Regions from separate parts of the Mus musculus genome. Here region 2 is linked to region 1. Evidence: chromatin contacts called from public HiChIP or PLAC-seq data. All regions are on one chromosome and are shown on one strand. The core of a region is the stretch at or near the end of the contact, and the rest is flanking DNA. Distances in the headings are between cores, read along the strand shown. Region 1 holds the start of Smyd1 (SET and MYND domain containing 1). Region 2 has its middle 19 kb from the start of Cd8b1.

Evidence for each region. HiChIP or PLAC-seq counts read pairs in DNA pulled down with a chosen protein or histone mark.
Region 2: a BATF HiChIP or PLAC-seq map of CD8 T cells shows a contact between it and region 1, with 9 read pairs. The contact joins the enhancer-like site here to the promoter of Smyd1 in region 1. A contact is called at or near these places in 1 of 15 datasets of contacts at CTCF or cohesin (CD8 T cells), 1 of 484 Hi-C or Micro-C datasets (CD8 T cells), 3 of 115 datasets of contacts at active chromatin or transcription factors (CD8 T cells, the SCID.adh cell line and embryonic stem cells) and 2 of 9 other capture datasets (adipose tissue and pancreatic islet).

The regions. Positions count from the first base shown.
Region 1 is chr6:71,260,579-71,264,494 of GRCm38.p6, reverse strand. Smyd1 (SET and MYND domain containing 1) reads left to right here and starts at 2,214. Exons shown (of 10, transcript NM_001160127.1): 1 at 2,214-2,427. The coding sequence starts at 2,291.
Region 2 is chr6:71,339,612-71,343,527 of GRCm38.p6, reverse strand. No RefSeq gene overlaps it. Among named protein-coding and RNA genes, the nearest start is that of Cd8b1, 19 kb to the right of the region's middle. RefSeq lists enhancers at 398-894, 1,095-3,916. Within about 2 kb of position 2,182, at least 25 of the 459 cell types and tissues checked have an H3K27ac peak or open chromatin away from gene starts, as enhancers often do. A contact at or near this core is called in CD8 T cells, where this site is marked.

The DNA.
Region 1 (3,916 bases), core at 965-3,464:
GACTTCAATTTAAATTCTTTCTTTTTAAAGTTACCTTGGTCATGGTGTTTCTTCACAGCAATAGAATAGTAAGTACAACAGCTGGGAGTGTGTGGTGCTTTGAGTTTTGCTCATTAGGATACATCTGAAATAGCTGAGATTCTCTAGCTCTGGTATTCTAAGAATTAAGACATGCTGTCGGACAAGGGCGTTGGATGGCTTAAGGGGTTTTGAGACATGCAGTTTGGATGAAGACACAGAACTTCTGGTATATCCTGAAGACTTAGAGGGGATATGACGGAGTAAATAAAATAAAGCAAATCACTGAAATGCCAAGACCTGTGCTGTCCTTGCGCAGGACACCTAATTTCTCGCCCACCACACCAGTGAGGCAGAGATTATCACCCTTGTTTCAAAGATTCCATCTGTAGGTGGTAGCAGCAGACTCACAGTGACACACTTCCTCCAGCAAGGCCACACCTCCTATAATGCCACTCCCTGGGCCAAGCATATTCAAACCTCCATGCCAGGCATCAAGCTAGGATGCTTGATCAACAAAGCACTGTCACCTGCTGACAGCTATAAGAACACCACCACCAAGGTGTCTCTTTGCCCATTGACAGGGGGTCACTGGGTTATTTATAGTGAACAAAAATGTATCGACTCCTGATTCTGAAGACCTTCTTGCTGAATCACAGAATGGCAAAAGGTCCCCAGTGGATATGTGGTGGGGGAGAGGCCAAACTCATAGGACTCCATTCTCTCGATAATGGGTTCATTCATTTGTGAGGGCGCAGATCTAATGAACTAATCATTCTAAGATGTGCTGACTCTCCTGAATGCAGCACTGGTTATTGTTAGGTCTTAAACCCAGGACAAATCTCATTCAGTACCTCTAGCTCCTTCTAGCACTTTTATCCTTCCCCCATCCTAAGTCTCTCTCTCCCAGGGCTGGGCTTCCACATCCCTTCCCCCAGCCAGATCCCTATATAATGCAGGCATTTGGGCTATGAAGATCTCTTGGCCTCTGGGCTCAGGCCACCTCTCTTGCTCTCTTATTCCTCCCCCTCTCTTTTTTCATAGTTCAGTTTAGTCTTCAGGTCACGATCAGCCTGGACTGCACTCTGCCGGCTTTCTCCATTTTACCTGGAATAAAATCTCCTCCACAATTTGAGAGTAGTCACATGTACCTCCTTTTATTTCTTCTCTTCCTCCCCCCCCCCCCCATTCATTTATGTTTTCTGACACTTGAACTGTGAGGGTCACACTCAAACTATAACAACCCAGAATCTAAACATAACCAGAAATTTAAAAAAAATACTACACAGAAGCTAAGCCACAGAGCAGAATCCGCAAGGGCCATTCCCTCAACCTTAGTAAGATAGGCCAGTTGGCCAAGGAGTGGTGCTAAATTCACCGGGATTTTAGAACCATGCCTCTAATATCGCCCCTCCTGAGTGAGAGGAGGGACAGAGCAAGTTGATACTTTCCTGGCCACAGACACATCCTTGAGGGAGTTTGGTAGAAAGGTCTGGGAGACGGGTGCTCTTCTTTTCAATCCTGCCTTCTCTGAATCCAGCTGTCTTGTATCACCAGTGATGCTGAGAATTCTGACTTCCATGCCATGGGGTGGGCTGCTGTGAGAGACACAGCTGACATGGGAGAGAAACAATGTCCCTTGAGTCCTAAGAGTTCTGCTACATATGTGGCAAAAGGCTCATTTTAGCTTCTGCTATTTATTTCTTGCCACGGGGAGACACTAGGGTGGGGGTGGGGCAAGGGGCCCACCTCACTTGAGAAAGTCTGCATCTGACAGCTGAAGGGTCCCAGGGCAGCCATTATTACTTTGCCTCTTTTCTCTGTCCACTCCAGTTGTCTCCTTTTGATTGTCAGAGGCACCTGGAGGCTAAAAATAGCCTACTGACCAAGTGCTCTTGATTTCATCTCAAGCTGAATATGACCGCAGTTCAGAACACAGCACATGCTGGGAGTATCTTTAAGTGGGTTTTCAAATCCTGTCTGTCAGGATCCATGTCAGGACCACACTAGCTTGTGGTCATTTTCTGTCTTGGTGTCTTTTCTGGGTGATGAACGAGACCTTTGTAAGGCCACTCTTCATTGGCCTTTTCCCTCCTGACACAGTGGTGGAGGGGGAGGTGAGGGCCCAGCTCTGGAGAGGAGTTGGGAAGGGGAGGTGGCCAGTCCATTTATAGTCCTGCTCTTTGGGACGATGAAGGAGCTAAATAGCAGCAAGGACAAGAGGCTTGGCTCAGTGTGAGCGAGCCACCTCGAAGGCCTGACAGACTCTGAGATGACAATAGGCAGCATGGAGAACGTGGAGGTCTTCACTTCCGAGGGCAAAGGCAGAGGTCTGAAGGCTACGAAGGAGTTCTGGGCTGCGGATGTCATCTTTGCGGAGAGGGCTTATTCTGCAGTGGTTTTTGACAGGTATGTCAAGCAGGGAGCCAAGCTCTTAAGTTCTGGCTCCCCAAACTGTCAGGGAAAGAAGTGACGTTCATGGGTTCTTCAATGTTTAATATAAGCATTATTACATTTATTTATGTGTGTGTGTGTGTATGTGCGTGCGTGTGTGCAAAACACTCATGTGCCTTGGTGTGGAACTTAACTCTTGCCCCAGTGCATGTGGAGAGGCCAGAGGATAGCTTTCGGGAGTCAGTTCTCTCCTTCCACCCTGCAGGCTCTGGGGACTGAACTCAGGTAGTCAGCCCTGTTGGATAGATAGCACCTTTGCCCACGGAACCATCTTGCTGGCCCTTCAAATTGCGCTTCTGATAGCTATCTGCTGGCATCTCTTTTCTGCAAGGAGTCATTGTCTCTAACTATCTATGATCCCTATCAGAGTCCAAAGCTGAGCAGGGCCTTTAGACACTTTTTCTAATTACAGAGAACTTGGCTAAGAGACCGTGCTGGCTGTGGATGGGTGGGTATGGTGCAGCAGGAAATATTTTCTTACAAAAAGCCCCCTCGTTTTAGTTCATTTGTATATACAAGTGAGACCAAAAGTCTGAAGAACCCAATAGAATATAAAGCATGTGTGATAATATAAGAAGTTAGGTTTAACTATAAGTAATACATGTGTGGGTGTGTGCAAAACACTCATGTGCCTTGGTGTGGAACTTAACTCTTGCCCCAGTGCATGTGGAGAGGCCAGAGGATAGCTTTCAGGAGTCAGTTAATCCAAATATTAGAGTCTTGCCCAATGTCTACCTTAGGGGTAACTTGTGCTTTATTTTAAATAAACATTTCCCAGAACGTTCTCATATTACTTCATATATTGATTTGCCCTAGTCAAGCTGGAGAGCCACAGTTTGTCTTTGTCAGTTTTATAGAATGATACCGTGCTTCAAGGCTCAGGTTAGAGTTTGCTTTTTTCTGATCCTATCCTTGTGAGGACATTGAGTCTATCTATAGTTACTTCATTTGCTTCGATTTCATTAAAATTGTGTGTGTGTGTTCCTGTACATAGGTGTGTACATGTGGAGGTTAGAAAACAACTTTCTGGAGTTAGTTCTTTCCCTCTTTCATATAGGTCCTAGGATTGAACTCAGATCCTCAGCCTTGGGGGCAGACACCTTTACCTGCTCAGCCATCTTGCCTGTCCTGACACATCTTTTTTTTTTTTCTGGTTTTTGGTTTTTCCAGACAGAGTTTCTCTGTGTAGCCCTAGCTGTCCTGGAACTCACTCTGTAGACCAGGCTGGTCTCGAACTCAGAAATTCACCTGCCTCTGCCTCCCAAGTGCTGGGATTAAAGGCGTGAACCACCACACCCGGCTCTGACACATCTTATAAAGCCTCAAAGATCAATTTATTTTAACTATGCATAGAGCTTTCATATTTATTCACAAACTACATGGCTATCCATTTTTACAGCTGTAAATATTCCACCCTATACATGTAGATGTACATTTTACTTAT
Region 2 (3,916 bases), core at 933-3,432, 79 kb before region 1:
CTGTGTAGCCCAGGCTGGCTTAAATCATGATCCTCTTGCTTCCAAGTCCTGAGTGCTAGGACTACACCTGGCTAGGAAAGGTATTCTGTTGTTCTTGTTGACAGGGTTTCTCTATGTAGCCCTGGCTGCCCTAGGACTCACTCTGTAGTCTGGGCTATCCCCTCCCATGATGACTCCTTTGTGTTTTGGGTAAGCTATCAGGCTTCCTGGCCCAGGAGAACATGGCTCTTGCCTGAGTCCAGCAAGCCTTTGTTCTTGTCTCTGTTGGCCTCTATATCACAAAGTAGATCACAGGATATGGGATGGAAAACCCATACAAGGTCTTCTAGTCAGTCCTCCTTGCCTACGGAAACCATTCTACTTCCGCACGTCTGAGTTTAAGCAGCAGTGTGGCTTCGGGGTGGGTGCTAGATGAAGAAGGGGTCAGCTTGGACTCCCCTTCTCTTGCTCAAGCTTGAAGACAGTTAGAGCTTTGTGATGGTCGAGTTTCCCATTGTGTACCCTGAGGGTGGCAGAAGCCTGTGGTAAGAGAGGGTGGAGCACAGGGGTCATGGCCTGCCTTGAGCCTGGCCTTGTGTAGCCCGTAGCTTGTGGCTTACAGGATGCTGGAGGTGCTGGGGAGGGGAGTGTTGGGGAAGGTGGGCCTCCACCCCTAACCCACACCAGCTCAATTCTTCCCCTCTTATCTTTATCCCCACCCAACCCCAGAGACCTTCATGAAATCTCCTGTGAGAGACTGTTAAGACTTCTCAAAGCCAATTTTTGCCTCTGCCTCAGGTCATACCATCCCAGAATTTTTCTGTCCATTTGTCCAGGGCTGAGACTAAGGAGTAGCCAGTGGGCCATTGGGGCAGGTTGTTCTCAGAGTCATGCAAGTGCTGGCCTTGAGTTGTCCATGAATGTCAGCTCAGGGCTGGGATACACGTGCTCACTGACAGCTACATGGTTGGGCGTGTGTTCTTTCTGTGACCGCTAAGCTTGTGTCACCTATTCTGGGTAGACTGAGCATTCCCAAGTACCTGATGGCCTTGGTGAGCTCACAGGGCACATGGGTGGGGAGCCGCAGGAGGGACAAGCTCTGGCTCACTCGCTTGGGATCCTGAAGACTTCAATATGGCATTTTACTTGGTTTCTTTCTTAGTCTCCTACATTAAGACTTAGGGACACCATCCATATGAACATGTTAACAGGGAAAAAAGCCAGTGGGTTCCTGCAGGCTGTAGCTTGGACTGATGAAAGGACACGGAGAAGTCTTTTTGCTAAGTGCCTGTGAGGAAGGTCATGTGCCCTAGGGCCCTGAAGGCTCTGCCTTGCCCATGTTGTACCACTGATCCATGCATTGGGAAACCTGGGCAGGAAGGTGACCCAAAGAAGTATATTTTAACTAGTATATTTAACTAGTATATTTTAACTAGTACCAAGATCCCCTAGGAGGAGGGCTCGGTCCCCCCACAAGGAACAGGCTGTCTCAAACCAAAACTGTCAGGCATGGTGCCATGCTCCTTTAGACAGCACTTGGAAGGTGGAGGATAGAGGGTAGAGGGTGGAGGACAGTAGATGGAGGATGGAGGATGGTGGATGGAGGATGGAGGATAGAGGATGGAGGATGGATGGAGGATGAAGGATGGAGGATGGTGGATGGAACCATCAGCAGTTCAATGACATTCAAGACAACATAGCAAGTTATCCAGGACTACAGGAGACCCAGTCTCAAAAGGACAACAAGCAAAACAACAACAAAAAACAAAAGCAAACACAGCAGCAACCTCCCTAAAACAACAACAAAACAACAGCCACCTCCCCAAACCAGAGGTGTCAGCATACGGCCATGCAGCCCCGATCTCGAGACCACGGGTCCCGATCTGAGTGCATAAACTGGTATGGGTGATTTCAGAAAGCAGTGACTCAAGTCCTGAAGAGTGTCATAGAGGAGCTGAGGAGGTTTCCCAAGAAAAAACAGAGGAAATCTCTTTGTCCTTTACCACCCAGAGAACCCAGGGCTGTGAACCCGGGGCTCTTTCTCTCTTTCTCTTTGACTAGGTGGTAGATTCGGAGCTGCTTCGCAGCCCACAAAAGCTGGGGAATCTCTTTCTGAAAACAAGCCGCCCACTTCCTATCGGCGCAGAGGGGCTGCTGTGGTTGGGGTTGAGTAAGGAGGAGAGAGAGGGCTGGTATCGGAGCCCCCTCTCCTCCTGCGGGTGGACCTGGGGGCAGCACACCTGCAGCTGCTCTTCTCTGAAGGAGGCCAAGGACAAAAGTGCTGTTTCTAGAACCTTCTACTTGGCATTGTCAATCTAGACCACCGCAGGGCAGAGAGGCAGACACTACCAATATTCCAGAACCCAGCTAACGGGGATTATGTCGTACATCCGTAACCATTTAGGATACAAGCAAAGGGCCTCCTGCGTTGTGGCCTCAGACATACTACAATATTTTTCATGCTACATTTGTGGAAGAATTACTTGTATTTTAGATATTGTAAAAGAAACTTTTTACGCACAGATCCACACAACCAGCTGCTCAAATACTAATTTTACTCATTTCTGCAATGTTCTTTGCTTGGGACTTTATTTTCATTTATTTTGAGATGAGGTCTCAAATTTATTGTGTAGCCAAAGATGACCTTAAACTTCTGATCCTCCTGCTTCTTCTATCTCTTGACTGCTGTGATCACAGGCAAGCACCACCACCCTGGGTTCGTGAGTTTTGTGCATGTCACTTAAGTAAGGGATTTACCATCTGAACCTCCCCACTTACACCCCCCCATTATGGTTTTCAAAGCAGAAATGGAAAGTCTCCAACATTGCTGCCAGGAACAACTGAAAGTAAATTCTTTTTTAAAGTTATTTTTATGTATATGGTCTTTTGTCTACATGAATGTCTGTGAACCACTTGCACACCTGGTGTTTGTGGAAGCCAGAAGAGGGCATTGGATCGCCTGGAACGCTATGGATTGATATGCTGGGAATTGAACCTGGGTCCTCCGGAAGAGCAGCCAGTGTTCTGAACCACTGAGCTATGTTCTTGAAGTAAATTCTTTCTTTTTCAACACAACATTCATATTGAGTCTTGCATCTTACACTGTCCTTCCCTTTCCTGACCCCACGCTTGTTACATCCCCCAGCAGACAGATGGACAGACAGGCAGGCAGGCAGGCAGACCCAAACAAAATAAAACAAAAGTCCAGTTTTTGTTGACTATATATTTACTCAGTGGGGCAGGGTCAGACCCTCAGTGGCTGCCCCCTAGTTGGAGCTGAATGCGTGTCCTCTGGAATCCCTGCTAGAAGACATCCACTGTGGAGGGGACACTCCAGCATCCTCATCTATCGCAGTTTTTAAGAGTTCTCTCTCGGAGTGAACACTTATAGGCCCCTTTATATGCATATATATCATATGCTTGCAGGCCTTGGTAGATTGCTAGGAAAAAATCCGATTTGTAGAACAATGGGCTGATATTTTCTTTTTCTTAAGTATTTTCTTACACACACACACACACGTGCACACACACACACACACACACACACACACACACTTTGAGACAAAGTCTCACATGTGGCCCTAATACATTTCTTAATAGCGGCATAAACTTACTTATAAAGCTGTACCACAATTTATCTACCTAGTTTCTCATCAATGCTACCTTTTTTTTTTTTTTTAACCATGCTGGATGTTGAACCCAGGGTTTTGAAGTTATTTTCTTGTTAAGCCTTTGAGTGTTTCCAATTTTACGCCACCAAGCCGAACCACAAGAATAATTCAATGTGTTTTTGTGTTTGGCAAGTAGCCTATTTAAAGTGAAGGCCAGGCCAGACATGATGTATATACTAAAGACCTTTATGCAGTAGTGACTGTATGCAGTAGTGACTGCTCAGTTCCCTCTTCTGTAAAGTAGTCAGGTGCCAAGTCTAGACCTC